Regions from separate parts of the Sus scrofa genome. Here regions 2 and 3 are each linked to region 1. A link is a contact called in public promoter capture Hi-C data. All regions are on one chromosome and are shown on one strand. Each heading gives the region's core, a stretch centred on a gene start, on an enhancer-like site or on the middle of the called end of the contact. The rest is flanking DNA. Distances are from core to core; before and after follow the strand shown.

Region 1 (5,016 bases), core at 960-3,459:
TTAACAGAGAGGGTTCTTGAGAGAGAGGAAGAGAGAGACAGGGAAGGGTACTTACAGGGACTCCTCTCTATCCGAACTGTTTGAAGAGTGGAATTCTTTCTGGAATTAGGCTTGGAGTTGATGAGCAGCTTGTCCCATATACCTGAAAACACACACTAAATTTATTAAAACATAAAGGAATAAGAGCCCACTGGCAAACTTGCCAAGACCACCCTCAGGTTTTGACCATTCTTTCCTCCCTTCCCAAGACACTGTTTAACAAAGAAGCTCTCCAGAGTTCCCATCGTGGCACAGTGGTTAACGAATCTAACTAAGAACCATGAGATTGTGGGTTCGATCCCTGGCCTTGCTCTGTGGGTTAAGGATCCGGCGTTGCCGTGAGCTGTGGTGTAGGCTGCAGACGTGGCTCGGATCCTGCATTGCTGTGGCTCTGGCAAAGGCCGGTGGCTACAGCTCTGATTGGATCCCTAGCCTGGGAACCTCCATATGCCGTGAGAGCGGCCCAAGAAATGGCAAAAAGACAAAAAACAAACAAACAAAAAAACCCCAAGAAGCTCTCCAAGTTCTAATACAACATTTTACTTCTTTACACATATCGATCTCCCCTTTCTTAAACCTGTCTCATACATCTGTGTCACCAATGCCAAGTAATACATGCACCCAAAATGCATCTTTCTGGGTCAGAAACCCATCCGCCACAAATGCAGGTTGGCCATGACAGAACTCAGGAAGCAGTACAAAGTACAATCACAGTTAAATGAGGCTTTACCATCTGCATTTTATTGGGAAAATTACTTAAGCTCTTTGAGCATTTGTTTCTTCATATAAAACACACCTGCCTGGTTAGTTCCCTTTCGGTAATGATGTCCAACCTAGACAAAAAACCCTTTGGAGAAATGCTCTCTCTCCCCACTCAACTCCACCTATTTACTCTGATTCAAAATTCCTCAAATCAACCCTCTCTTCTGTCCATTAGAGCTCAGAGAATAAGACTTGTCTTTCAAAACCCAAGGCTTTGTGTACCTGGTTTCCAACACCTGGAAAATCTCTTCACTCTGATATAAAAATTCTGTTCACCCTCAGCTTCATATTCCCTAAACAACTACCTTAGGCCTAGCAACTGGATTAGTGTAAAGAGCATGGACCCTGGGGCCACAATGACTGGATCCAAATCCCAGCTTTGCCACTTCCTGGTCACATGATCTCCAGCAAGTTACTTATTTGTATGACACCAGGACTCAGTTTCCTCATCTATAAAATAGCACTAACAGAACTTTTACACAGGGCAACTGCAGAAGATTGGATTTGTGAGTCAATTCCTGGGGCATAGTAGGCACTACTAAAGCTTATGTATTACTTTAACTTTGGATGTTCTGGGTTCTCACAGCATCGTTTCTTCAAGGTAATATTTAAACAATACGGCCGAGACCTTAGGTACATTCTTTTCAAAAAAAGTTTTACAGGTACTACTACCTCCATTTTCCAAATGTAAAAACCCCGGGGTATTGAGAATGTAAACAACTCTCCTGAACTTTCACAGCTAATTACTCATGGAGCTGGGGTTGGTGTCTTGCTTTTTAATTTTCTATTATGTTGTCTGAAATCCTATGTGGATTTCCTGGACCCACCAGACTCTACAAGAAAGCGGCACTAACGGTGGCTCTGTGAGCATTTACAGAGAGAGGGTGGTTAATGCATTATACTCCTCTGCTCCCCCTACCAGCCACCTCTTGGGACACAGGACCGACCCTAAGGCCGCCCCTTTAGGGGCGATGTTTTGCTACAGCGCTCGGCAGTGGGCACTCACCACCGTGCGGAACACCTGGACCATCCTTGAGCCCCGACCCCCGCGGTGGGTGGGGCACTCTGGAGTCCTGAGGCCACTTTCGGGGATCCCTGTCAGGTGCCGGGCCTGGATAGGGAGCCGCCAACTGGCCCCGGTCGGCTCTCACTCCCCGCCCCCCGCCACATGTGAGCGACCCAAGCCTCCACTGCCACTGCCGCCGCCGCCGCCGCCGCCCGCCCCTCACCTCCTTGGTCGCCGCTCCCCGCCGTCAGCAGCTCCTTGGACACCGAGACCCCAGAGTGGTTCTGGGAGGACGACGAACAGGTCGGGCCAGACTGGGATTCCGACTGAACCTCCATGCTGCTCACCAGTTGTCAGAGCCAGCCCATCCAGGACCGGATGCAGGAAATAGGCTAGGGCGAGGGGCGGAGCCAGGACTCCGATTGGCGGATAATTGGAGGGGGCGGGGCTAAAGGCGGGGCGAGGACGGCCCAACGGCGAGGGCGACACCTATCAGAGCCAGGAGGCCATTCCTGTCAGGGGTAAAGGAAGGCGGAGGCTCTACAGACCCTGTAATTGGACGAAAGAACTGGCCAGGCTGGATTTTAGCTAAACCAATCCGAACGTGAAGTGCCGCACCAGGAGGCCAAACCCCTCTTCATTTTTTTTTTTTTAGTTTTTTTTTTTTTTTTTAATTGTGGTTAGAAAAACACACAACATAAAATGTACGATCTTAAAATGTATTTACCAAGTACAATTCAGAAGTATTAATTGTATGTTGTTATATGACAAATCTCTGGAATTCTTTTCATCTTACAAAACTGAAATTCTCTGTCCATTGAGCAACCCCCACCCCCTTGCTTCCAACCCCTGGCAATCACCGTTCTAATTTCTGTTTATATGAATTTAATTACTTCAGATATTTCATATAATTGGAATCATACAGTATTTATCTTTTTGCAACTGTTACGTTTCACTTATTAGTACAATGTACTCAAACCTTACCCATGTACCACATGATTCCCTTCTTTTTTAAGGCTGAGTGATATTCTGTTCCATGCATGTACCACATTTGCTTTACCTATGCATTCCTTGATCGACATTTGGGTTGCTTCCCCTTGGATATTGGGAATAATGTTGCAGTGAACATAGCTATGCAAATATTGATACTGCTTTCAATTATTTTGGATTTATACCCAGAAGTGTGATAGCCGACCATGTGGAAATTTTTTTGTTTGTTTTTACGGCCACAGTGTGGCATATGGAATTTCCTGGGCCAGGGACTGAATCCAGCCCTCAGCTACAACCTGAGCAGTAGCTGAGGCAAGGCCAGAATTCTTTCACCCACTGTGCCTTTCAGGGATTGACCCCATGCTTTTCTAGCAACCTGAGCTGCTGTAGTCAGATTCTTAACCCACTGTGCCACAACAGAGGGGAACACTTGGTAATTCTATTTTTAACTTTTTAAGAACCTTTGTACTGGTTTCCATAGAAGCTGCATTATCTTACATTCCCACCAGTAGGGCATAAGGGTTCCAGTTTCTCCACATCCTCACCAATGCTTTTTCCATTCATTATTTCTTTTTTTTATTAGCGGCCATCCTAGTTGGTCCTGGGTGGTAATTCAGTGTAGTTTTGATTTGCATTTTTGTAACGATTGGTAATGTTGAACATCTTTTCATGTGTTCAATGGTCATTTGTACATCTACTTGGGAGAAATGTATATTCACATCCATTGCCCATTTTAATTCAGGTTGTTTTGTTGGTGAGTTTGAGTTGTATGAGTTATTTATATATTCTTGTCAGATATATGATCATGTTTTAGAGACAGAAACCATTATGAACATGCAAAAACTTGGGAAATATTGTTCCCATAGCCTTCTTGAGGAATTTAGTAAAGGATATGATTCAGAAAATAATTGGAGAAATCCAATTCAAGTTTTGTTGGTAAACATTTTACAGTAGAATTGAGGAGGAACAGTGAGAATAAGGTTGAAAGAATAGTATTTAATTTTCATAGGTTTTGACAATATGGATGTAAGACAAAAATTAAGATGGGGAGAGGCGTTCCCACTGTGGTGCAATGGGTTCAGTGGCACTTCTGCCTCACCAGGATGCAGGTTTGACTCCCCAGTCTGGCACAGGGGGTTAAAGAATTTTGTGGCGCCGCAGGTGTGGGTCGAAACTGTGGCTTGGATCTGATCCCTGGATCAGAATTCCATATGCTGCAGCCACAAAAGAAAAAAAAAATGGGGAGAATCAGAGATTATATCTGAAGAGGAAATTTTTCTTTTTAAAAACTGGGAATAAAAGGGTAAGACTTTAAGTTAGATGTTGGGAGTAAAGGAGAGAAGAGAAGAGAGAGGGTACTAGCTAATTACAATATTGTTCGCAGTGGGAAGACAATATCAAAATAAAAGAGGACTGAGTGGTATTGAGTAAAGTTAATAAAATGAAATTAAAAGATTCTGAAAACCAAAATTCATTAGACAGAGAAAGAGAAATAAAACAGACTTCCTAGGAAAAAATGTATATGACAAACTGAAGCACAGCATTCAGTCGTATCTGTATATGCAATAGGGCTTAACTCATCTGAAAAAAGAAGGATTTTCAGATTGGATAAAAGTCAATGTCCAACGTTATGCTGGATAGAAGAGACACCTAAAACATAAAGTTAAAGTGGAAAAAGGATGATTTTTAAATAAATGTTATTGAAGTATAGTTGATTTACAATATTGTGTTAATTTCTGCTCTACAGCAAAGTGATTCCATTATACATATATATGTATTCCTTTCCATATTATTTTCCAGTCTGGTATATCACAGGATATTGAATGTAGTTCCTTGTGCTATACAGTAGGACCTTATTTATCCATCCTACATATACTAGTTTGCATCTGCTAATCCCAAACTCCCCATCTTTCCCTCCCTCACTCCCCTCCCTCTTGGCAGCCATAAATCTGTTCTCTTTGTCTGTGAATCTGTTTCTGTTTTGTAGATATATTCATTTGTCTCGTATTTTAGATTTCACATCCATTTAGACTCACATGATATTTCCCTTTCTCTTTCCAACCTACTTTGCTTAGTATGATAATATCTAGGCCATTCATATTGCTGGAAATAGCATTATTTCATCTTTTTATGGCTAAGTAATATTCCATTGTGTGTATATATCTTAATCCATTGTCTGTCAATGGACATTTAGGTCATTTCCATGTCTTGGCTATTGT
Region 2 (5,016 bases), core at 749-3,248, 930 kb after region 1:
TCATAGCAGTTTTATTTGTATTAGCCAAAAACTGGAAACAACCAAAATGTCCCCCAAAGGTGAGTGGCTAAGCCAGCTGTGTGGTATAAACATACTCAGCAATACAAAGGAGTGAACTGATACATGCAACAATATGGATGAATCTCAAAAGAACTGTTCTAAAAGAAATAAACTAGGCTGAAAATAGTACATACTGTATGATTCCATTTCTTTAACATTCTGGGAAATGCAAAGTAATCTGTAGTGACAGAAAATAAGATCAGTGGTTGCCTAGGGAATGGGGCTGTGTGGGAGGAATTAGCAAGAGGCAGCAAAGTAATTTTTAGGTTTGATGAATGTGTTCATTTTTTTTTTTAAAGCAGCCTCCCCACCCCCACCCCCAGAAGTTCCCAGGCCAGGGCAGTGTCCCCAGCCCCTGCAGTGAGATTGGCAGGGTCCTTAACCTGCTGCACCACTAGGGAACTCCCATAATATTGATTGTAGTAATGGTTTCACAGGTGTTCAAATATGTCAAAGCTCATTAAGTTGTATACTTTATTTATTTTATTATTTTAAAATTTTATTTTATTTTTGTATTTTGTCTTTTTAGGGCCATACCTGCAGCATAGGGAAGTTCCCAGGCTTGGGGTCTAATCTGCAGCTGCCGGCCTACTTCACAACCTCAGCAACGCCAGATGCCAGCCATGTCTGCAACCTACACCACAGCTCACTGCAACGCTGGATCCTTAACCCACTGAGCGAGGCCAGGGATGGAACCCACAGCCTCATGGTTCCTAGTCCGACTCGTTTCCGCTGCCCCACGAAGGGAACTCCTAAATTGTATACTTTAAATATGTGCAGTTTACTGAATGTCATATATGCTGCCATAAAAATAGTTCTAAAAATGTGAGTGTATCATGATGCATATTATACATACAAGATTCTTTTTTTTTGTCTTTTTGCCTTTTCTAGGGCCGCTCCCGCAGCGTATGGAGATTCCCGGGCTAGGAGTGTAATTGGAGTTGTAGCCAACGGCCAACGCCAGAGCCACAGCAACGCGGGATCCGAGCCGCGTCTGCAACCTACACCACAGCTCACGGCAACGCCAGATCCTTAACCCACTGAGCAAGGCCAGGGGTTGAACCTGCAACCTCATGGTTCCTAGTCAGATTCGTTAACCACTGCGCCACGACGGGAACGCCAAGATTAATCCTTCAGAATTGTCTTGTAATTAACCTTTTGCTTAACAAAAAGCAGTCTATCGCACAATCTTAAACAAGCATGTATTAAATAATGTAGATTTCATTCCTCCTCTTCTCCAGTAGCAATATAGCACAAAGTCATAGCTGCCTGTGTTGGCTCTGTTTTAGGTATCAAAGGACTTGTCCAGGACAAGGACAGCGAGAGCTTTTAACTTTCACTCACTGTAGGGTGACCTCACCTAAGCGTGCACAGCTCAGTGAGCGAACCTCCACCTGCTCCTAAAATGTACTAAACATGAGCAACCTTTTCTGTGCGTGCGAAAGCCGAAATAATGCAAGGATCCAGCCAGAGTCGAGCTGGAGACTAGACATCTGCAGGAAAAATCTAACTAGAGGGAGAATGATGAGGGCGCCGAGAGCCAGGAAAAGTCTGGGAATTGGTTTAAAAAAAAAAAAAAAAAAAAGAGAGAGAGAGAGAAAAGGGAGTTCCCGTCGTGGCGCAGTGGTTAACGAATCCGACTAAGAACCATGAGGTTGAGGGTTCGATCCCTGGCCTTGCTCATCGGTTTAAGGATGCGGCGTTGCCCTGAACTGTGGTGTAGGTCACAGACGTGGCTCAGATCCCGTGTTGCTGTGGCTCTGGCGTAGGCCGGGGGCTACAACTCCAATTAGACCCCTAGCCCGGGAACCTCCATGTGCCACGGGAAGTGGCCCTAGAAAAGGCAAAAAGACGCCCCCCCCGCCCGCCCCGCCAAAAAAAGACACTGGCTCTGGCCAAAAGCCTCACTTCCGCCTGGGTCACGTGCCCGCGCCGGCAGCAACCCGGCTTTCCGGTCCGGGGAGGGCCGCATCCCCTGCACTTTGGGTCCGGCCCGCCTGCTCGGGCTCCCGAACGCCCTTGCGCCGCCCTCGACACGCTGCCGACGGCCTGTGCAGCTCGCGGTACAGTCTCCCCTGGAGCGACCCTATAGGCCAGGTAGTGAGGTGTGCACTCCCTCATCTCTCGGAGCTTTCGCGGCGCGGTAAACCGCCCGACGCTGCCTTCCTTTCGCTCCGCTGGCGCTGCCTGTAAACTCTGAAGGCCCGGCCCCAACACTAAGAACCCACCGAAGGCTGGTCTTCCGCCTCCAGAGGGCGTTCGTGCGCTCACTGCCCTCCTCTCATAATTGAGGACCCAGGTGCTCTGACTCCGCCCCTGCGCTGCAGAGGGACTCGTTTCCCCTCACAGCTTGGTCGGGACCTGGGAACTTTCTAACACCGTCCGCTTTCCCTCCCCGTCCAGCCCGCCGACCATGCCTGCGGGCGTGTCCTGGACGTCCTACCTGAAAATGTTCGCCGCCAGTCTCCTGGCCATGTGCGCCGGCGCGGAGGTGGTGCACAGGTACTACCGGCCGGACCTGGTGAGTGCGGGAGGGTCCTCGCGCCTCACTCCTGGACTACTCCATTCTCACAGCAGCAGAAGTGATCTTGAAATTAGGAGCACGTCTGTCCGGGTTCTAAAACCGTATGGTGTCATCCTATTGCCTTTAGAGCCATGCTGGCCTGCTCTTACACAGTCTTCGGGTTTTACGCCGTCTGGCACCTGCCTGCCACTGGCCTTATTTTACACCATTTGCCCCTTTCCCCTGTGTTGCAGCCACACCGTTTCTTCTTCCTGTTTCTCAGACTCATCAAGCCTGTTCCCTCAAGGTCATGCTTCTTGGAATGCTTTTCTCCCAGATCTTGGCTTGGTTTTCTTCAAAATTTCAAGTCTCCACTCGAATTATCTCCTCTAGCAATGAAGGTCCTTTGGACAGCTCCTAAAGGATTCTTCCTCTGCTGTTCTATACAAGGCCTTGGTTTCCATAGAACACATGTCGTGATTTGTAATTATTTTATTCCTGTCTTTTTACTTCCTCTTTGTTTCCTCTGCTAAAATGAAGTCTCCAGGGAGGGACTGTGCCTGTCTAGTTCACTCTTGTATTTCAGTCACCTAGAAAAGAGCTTAGAATGTAGTAGATGCTCAATAAATATTTGTTGACTGAAGGAGTGAATATGGGCATTCAAAGGAGAGAGGAATTTATTTATTTTTGTCTTTTTGGGCCCATACCCGCAGCATGTGGATATCCCCAGGCTAGGGGCCAAACTGGAGCTGTAGCTGCCCACCTACACCAGAGCCACAACAACACAGGATCCCAGCCCTGTCTTCGACCTACACAGATCACACTAACGCTGGATCCTTAACCCATTGAGCAAGGCCAAGGATACTAGTCGGATTCACTTCCGCTGAGCCACGATGGGAACTCCAAGAGAGAGGAATTTATTATTTTATTTTTATTCTATTTTATTATTTCATTTCGTTTCATTTCATTTCATATCATTTCATTTTTAGAGCCCCACCTGTGGCATATGGAGGTTCCTAGGCTAAGGGTTGAATAAGACCTGTAGCTGCCAGCCTATGCTATAGCGACAGCAACTTGGGATCCAAGCTGCATCTGCGACCTACACCACAGCTCACCGCAATGCAGGATCCTTAACCCACTGAGTGAGGCCAGGGATTGAACCTGCAACCTCATGGATGCTAGCTGGGTTTGTTAACCACTGAGCCACAATAGGAACTCCTCCAAGAGAGGAATTTCATTTTATTAAGACTTCTCTGAATTAGAACTGGGAATTAGAGGTACTTTTGAGGAGTTATGGTCCTGGGGAGGTGGAGGTGACAACATACAGTGCAAATAATTACAAGAGTATGCTCAGGAGTTCCCGTCGTGGCGCAGTGGTTAACGAATCCGACTAGGAGCCATGAGGTTGCGGGTTCGGTCCCTGCCCTTGCTCAGTGGGTTAACGATACGGCGTTGCCGTGAGCTGTGGTGTAGGTCGCAGACGCGGCTCGGATCCCGAGTTGCTGTGGCTCTGGCGTAGGCCAGTGGCTACAGCTCCGATTGGACCCCTAGCCTGGGAACCTCCATATGCCGCGGAAGCGGCCCAAAGAAATAGCGAAAAGACAAAAAAAAATAAAAATAAAAAATAAAAAAATCAAGTATATATATATAAAAAAAAAAAAAAAGAGTATGCTCAGTGTTATGTTGTGGGTGTGAATGCAGTGGTTTGGATCACAATGTAGGGAGTAGGCATTTCTGCCTGGACTCTGGTCAGGTAACACAGAAAACCAACCACTTGTTGGTTTCTAATTTTAGTGAATTATTTTTTAATGGCCACACCTATGGCATGTGGAAGTTCCTGGACCAAGGACTGAACCTGAGCCGCAGCAGTGACAGCATTGGATCCTGAACCTGCTGAGCCACCAGGGAACTCCCATTTAACACATTTTTTGACAGCCTCGTACAATGTGGGACATTTTCATAGGGTTGTAAGAATTAAGGAGAAGTCTGAGATGTGGTCCTTGTCTTCAGAGACGTTACAGTATAAACTAATAGCTGAGAGAAGTAGACATGCCTCTAACATCATTATGATATCAGACCTTTGGGTTGATTCCGATCAGAGATGGGTGAACAGCGTGGTGGGAATGGAGTGGGGGGAGGGATACATTTCCTTGAGGTGGCACTACGGTGGGCCCTGGGTAATGATCAGAATTTTGGCAATGCCAACGTGAGGGGTCGTGTAGAGACCTTTGCAGGGGGCATTCCATATGGAGAGAACAGGCTGCACCAAGGCCTGGAGACGGAGGTGTGTGAATATTTACCGCCATACCTCTTAAGGTCACCTGCGACCCCCATGCTGTTAAATCCCGTGGGTCGGTTATCAGTCTTCATCTTTTAGTCCGTCAGCAGCTTGGGACATGGTGAAATAGTCTCTCCTTGAAACACTTTGTTCACGTGGCTTCTGGGAGACCACT
Region 3 (5,016 bases), core at 1,653-4,152, 660 kb after region 1:
AAAATGTCCAAACTTGACCTTAAGAACGAAAATGTTGGAGTTCCCATGGTGGCTCAGTGGTTAACGAATCCAACTAGGAACCATGAGGTTGCGGGTTCCACCCCTGGCCTTGCTCCGTGAGTTAAGGATCCGGCGTTGCCGTGAGCTGTGGTGTGGGTGGCAGACACAGCTCAGATCTGGTGTTGCTGTGGCTGTGACATAGGCCAGCACCTCCATATGCCTTGGGTATGGCCCTAAAAAGCAAAAAAAAAGGAATGAAAATGTTTACGAAAGCCATGTTTTTGTGCAAAAGGGAACTCTCTTCATAGTTCTTAGAATTTAGTAATTCACTAGTTCCAATTTCACACATGGACATGCAAGCCCTGGCCACAGACAGGTTCCCTGTTTTTCTTTTTTTTTTTTTTTTTTTTTTTTGGCTTTTTGCTATTTCTGGGCCGCTCCCTCGGCATATGGAGGTTCCCAGGCTAAGGGTTGAATCGGAGCTGTAGCCACCGGCCTACACCAGAGCCACAGCAACTCGGGATCTGAGCTGTGTTTGCAACCTACACCACAGCTCATGGCAACGCCGGATCGTTAACCCACTGAGCAAGGGCAGGGGCCGAACCCGCCACCTCATGGTTCCTAGTCGGATTCGTTACCCACTGCGCCACAACGGGAACTTCCGCCCTGTTTTTCTATTCAGGTAGGAAGTGTTACATGCCTGTTGAGTTTCTATTTGCTATCTTCTAACTAGTATCTTTTAGGAATTAAAGAGCAGTTTTTTATTTGGTTTTCTCCATTTCTAATTATGTAGCAACTAACTGTGTCCAAATAACTTTATACATTAAAGTAAGGTTCAAATGTGATATTTATCACGAGAACTACCTGAGGGGGGCTTGTAAAAAAATAAATTGAAAGGCAGATCCCAGCCCCTTCCAGAGGGTTCAATGAACAAGACCTCAGCTAAACCCCAGGCATGCAGGTTTAACAAGCACTCCAGGGGATCCTTTGCACGTGACACAGTCTACAGGTTTTTGAAATACACTTCTTTAAAGCCTTCATTCTGTAGTTAGCCACCTAAATTATCAGTTCCTTCCAGGACCACACTCCCTGGTCTTCTAGAGTACACTGTGAAAGCAAGGGAGGCTTTGCTGCTGCTGTTGCTTATTGAGGAGAAAGGAAGACAAAGGAAGAAACAACATTTAGAAAAGAAAACAACATTTAGAAAAGAAAAGCAGTATTTTAACAAGCTCCCTCTGCGTTATTTAAGTTGCATCAAAGCAGGAAATCTTTACCTTTTTTAAGGTGTGGACTTTAGGATGATAACACTAATCCTATAAGCACTCCATTCTCTGCTAAATAATGCCTTTCTCCACTCAAACCTGGTGTTCCCTAAAGAATTTTAGAACCTACCGCTTCTTCCTAAATGTGGGCAACAACTGGCTGGAAATTCACGAACAGTTTCAAAGCAGTAAGCCTCATTACCTTGTGTCTTCTTTCATTTCTTAGTACTCATTAAAATCCAAAAATAAATCAAATGATACAGAGAGTGATAAGTGTGCTTAAAAGAGATGTGATAAATAACTTTTTAAAATTTTAATTATAACTTGGTGGTATGCTTTAATCTTGACATTGCACTTCACTAAATGTCTGAAATTAACTATGATAATATAGAAATGAAAACATCAGATCTCATCAGTTAAGTGGATGTAAAGCTTATATATAAAGTGATCCTTTTTACTCCCACTGGTGTTAAAATCATGACCATCTGTTTATGACACAGGTGGAGAAAAGAGATCAGACAGGAAGGAATATTGATAGAACTTTGTCTCATTTTACTTGCAAACTAAAGGTCTGAGTAATACAACATATTTTACATCAAGCTAAAAGTCTTTTTAGCTCCTTTAAGTATTTTCCATTAATGTGCTATTTGTCTTCCAAGTCTCTCTTCATTTCCTATACCCATTCTTCAAAAAGGTAAGATTCTTTTAGAGGAACGAAAACATGGTAAATAAAAATGCAAGTTAACTGTTACCTGCTTCCTGAATGTGCACCCATCTAAATACACCTTTTACATTTAACTGAGGCCTCAGGCTTAATTCTAAGAAGGCAATGTTCCAGTATGACTTCCATTTCTTAAAAATTACTTCAATACAAAAAGACAATTAAAGCAGATGTATCACAGTGATGGGATGAGGCTTTCTAACTTGGTCACCAACCACACCAGAGGTGGACTATCACCAGGCTGCAAATCCCGCTAACGTGCACCCAGCCTCTCAGCCTTTCTCCCGTCTGGTGGGCCATGACCTCGTGCGTGGGCCCAGGGAGGACTGCCACTACCACCCTCGCCACCAGCCGAAGCAAAGATTTCTTCTTCGCCTATGCTTCTACCCAGCTGTTAACTCAAGGCTAGAAAAGCAACCCCTGAAGGGTAAGGAACTCGCTCTAAGGGCTTGCTGGTCGCTCTCCCCTGAGCCTGGGGTTTCCAGGTTTCCCTCCCTGAAAATTACAGAGGAAGATGAGAGGGACGGACAGAGATAAGCATTTCCTGATCCACCCTTCGCAGTACTTCTCTAAACACTCACATTCGGCAGGTACACGGCTGCTAAAAATTTTTAAGTTATTTATAGAGTTACTAGGAGAGAAAGAACAAGGCAAGGAGGAAAAAAAGGACGTTTAAAAACCTATTTTCAAAGCTGAAAATAGGTCCATCCGCTCGTCCAAGCTTCCCGTTCTGAAAAGTATGTCTCATCAACATCGATGAACACGTGAGCTGGCCCCGCGCGTCCTTCTCATTTCTAAGGATGTGCTCGGTGGGAGGTCCGCTCCCGGTCACCCGGGCTTGGAGAGGAGGGCTGAGACCACCACCGGCCCCAAGAGCCGGTTCCCCGTTCAGGCGCATTACAGAGACGTAAAGCTCGCCCACCTACCTTCAGGGTTTGACCATGGCCGCCTATCTTTCGCCGCTTCACAAACACAACGGGCACGTCGGTTTCCGAGGTCAGTTCGGAGAGCGCTCTCTCGAGGCCCCGCCCGTCCTCTGTGGCACAAAAGCAGAGCGAAGCCGGTCAGTCTTTCCGCCCCGGGCGGCGGCGGGAAGTGCGCGGCGGGGGCGGGGCTTCCGCGTCCCCAACTGCACTCCCCCCCCCCCACCGCGCGACCGCCCCTCCGTCCCGGGCCCCGCCTGACCTTGACCGAGGCCGGCCAAGGGTCGGGTCCCGGGCGGGAGGACCGGGACGGCCTCGCGGCCAGCCGCAAACGCCAGGCAGACCCCAGGAAAGGGCAAGTCTCGCTAAAATAGACGTCACACGTCCCCAGTGGGTCCCGAATTCAGAAACGCCTCAAAAGGAAGCTTAGGGCACAGTTATCTCAACTTTTCAAAAAACACCTTCCAACTCAATCTGCCTTTGAACTCTGCATCTATACAGAGTGCCAAAAACCAACTTCCAATGTTTCTTTGAAGTTTGAAAACATGGGGTAAAATGAAGCCCACGCTGCCCACTTACGGGTGCTTTAAGAACCTTGAAATAATACAGCAACACCCTACCTGACAGGCTGGGTGAAACCGGTCCAAATTTACAAACGAGTGAACTCAGGTAGAGAATGAGTCAGTCAGTGAGAATTAAAAATAGACTCCATTGATACTGACATGAGGTCCATTCATGAGACAAAAACCACACCTGCACCCCAAAGTACAGTTGTTTGATGATAAAAACGCTTCTGTAATGCGTTGCATAGATTAACACTTAATCTAACTACCCTTTCGAAGTCGCTCCTATCAGGTCCATTTCACAGATAAGAAAACTGAGGCACCAAAAACCCCCTATCTTGCCCAAATTCAAGCAACCAGAGTTAGTTAACAGCAGAGCCAGGAGTCAAACCAGGCAGTGTGGTGAAGCCTTTAACGCTTAGCGGGTACTGCCTGATACAGGGAGATAAGCACGGGTTCCTCTTAGTTGTCTCGTTTGCCGGCCTGGGGAAAGTCACGGGAGTCTGAGCCTTAGTCTCCCCGCTTGCACACACAGAAAGCATGATCTGCCAACCTCTCACGATTTCTGAAGATTCAATGGTGTGAAAATTCCTTGAGGCTTGCTTAAACTCTCTTAATGTTGAGAAGGGTCTGTCAATCTATTCATCACCTTATTACCTGCATTTCAACACCCGTGCACTAAGAAATGATACAAAAGTCCATTTCCTCCGATATTCTGCCCACTGCCTCTACGGAGACGAGCTAGAGGAAGGAAACCTCCGGCCGACAGGGGGCCGGCCTCACCTCCACGCACGCTAAGCTTTCACCCACCCGGCGAAACAATGAATGCGGCCAAGACGCTCACCCGCCTCAATAAAGCCTCACCCCTACTCAGACCCGCCCTCAAACATCTCTCCTCGCTCCGCATTCGCAACGCACCGGCAGGCGGATGCTCTCGGCCCGGGGTTCTCGCAGCGGGAGGCCCGGGGCTTCCTCCGTTTTTGGTGAGCCCGAAGCTTACAGGAACGCGAGCTGTTGGGCAGCAGGCGCCTCTCTGACGCGCCCCACCACCTCGCGATCCGATGCAATGCGGGACCGGAGACGACTGAAGGGAAAGGGAGGCCGGTTCCCAGAGGCTCGGAGAAGCCACGCCCTCCCCTGAATGGGCGGGCAAACCGCCAGAGTCAGAATGACAAAGCAAAAATCCACTCCTCGTGCAGCCCTGGCGCCTGGCTGATGGGCTTAGCAAAGTGGGATCTCCTAATTGGGTGACAGCACGTCCACTTCCCGCTCACAGCGCCCCCAACCCAGGAAAGGAGCAAATGCAATTTAAGGAATGTTTGGAACCAGAACCAAAAGAACGTGTCTTAACTGAGCAAAACCGGACTATGCCCTCGGGCAGTGACTCCTGAACTTTGCTACCGGTTGTAATCATGCGAGGTCTTTAAAAATACTGACGCCTGGCTCCCACCCCCGGACGTTCTGATGTAATTGGTATTGGGTGCGACCTGAGCATCTGAGTTTTTAAAAATTCCCTGGATGATTCCAGTGAGCAGTAGTTTGGGAGC

Evidence for each region. Promoter capture Hi-C pulls out the DNA fragments that hold promoters and counts their contacts.
Region 2: a contact with region 1 is called in a promoter capture Hi-C map of fetal liver, with 4 times the contacts expected there. The contact joins the promoter of C5H12orf73 here to the promoter of C5H12orf45 in region 1. A contact is called at or near these places in 2 of 5 promoter capture datasets (fetal liver and liver) and 1 of 2 datasets of contacts at active chromatin or transcription factors (skeletal muscle).
Region 3: a promoter capture Hi-C map of liver shows a contact between it and region 1, with 5 times the contacts expected there. The contact joins the promoter of EID3 here to the promoter of C5H12orf45 in region 1. A contact is called at or near these places in 1 of 5 promoter capture datasets (liver) and 1 of 2 datasets of contacts at active chromatin or transcription factors (alveolar macrophages).

Annotation. Positions count from the first base shown.
Region 1 is chr5:79,573,789-79,578,804 of Sscrofa11.1, forward strand. It overlaps C5H12orf45 (chromosome 12 open reading frame 45 ortholog), which reads right to left and starts at 2,210. Exons shown (of 4, transcript NM_001244659.1): 1 at 2,031-2,210; 2 at 56-142. The coding sequence starts at 2,145.
Region 2 is chr5:80,502,242-80,507,257 of Sscrofa11.1, forward strand. It overlaps C5H12orf73, which reads left to right and starts at 1,999. Exons shown (of 4, transcript XR_002344189.1): 1 at 1,999-2,157; 2 at 2,464-2,581.
Region 3 is chr5:80,231,665-80,236,680 of Sscrofa11.1, forward strand. EID3 (EP300-interacting inhibitor of differentiation 3) reads right to left here and starts at 2,903. Exons shown (of 1, transcript XM_021092633.1): 1 at 1-2,903.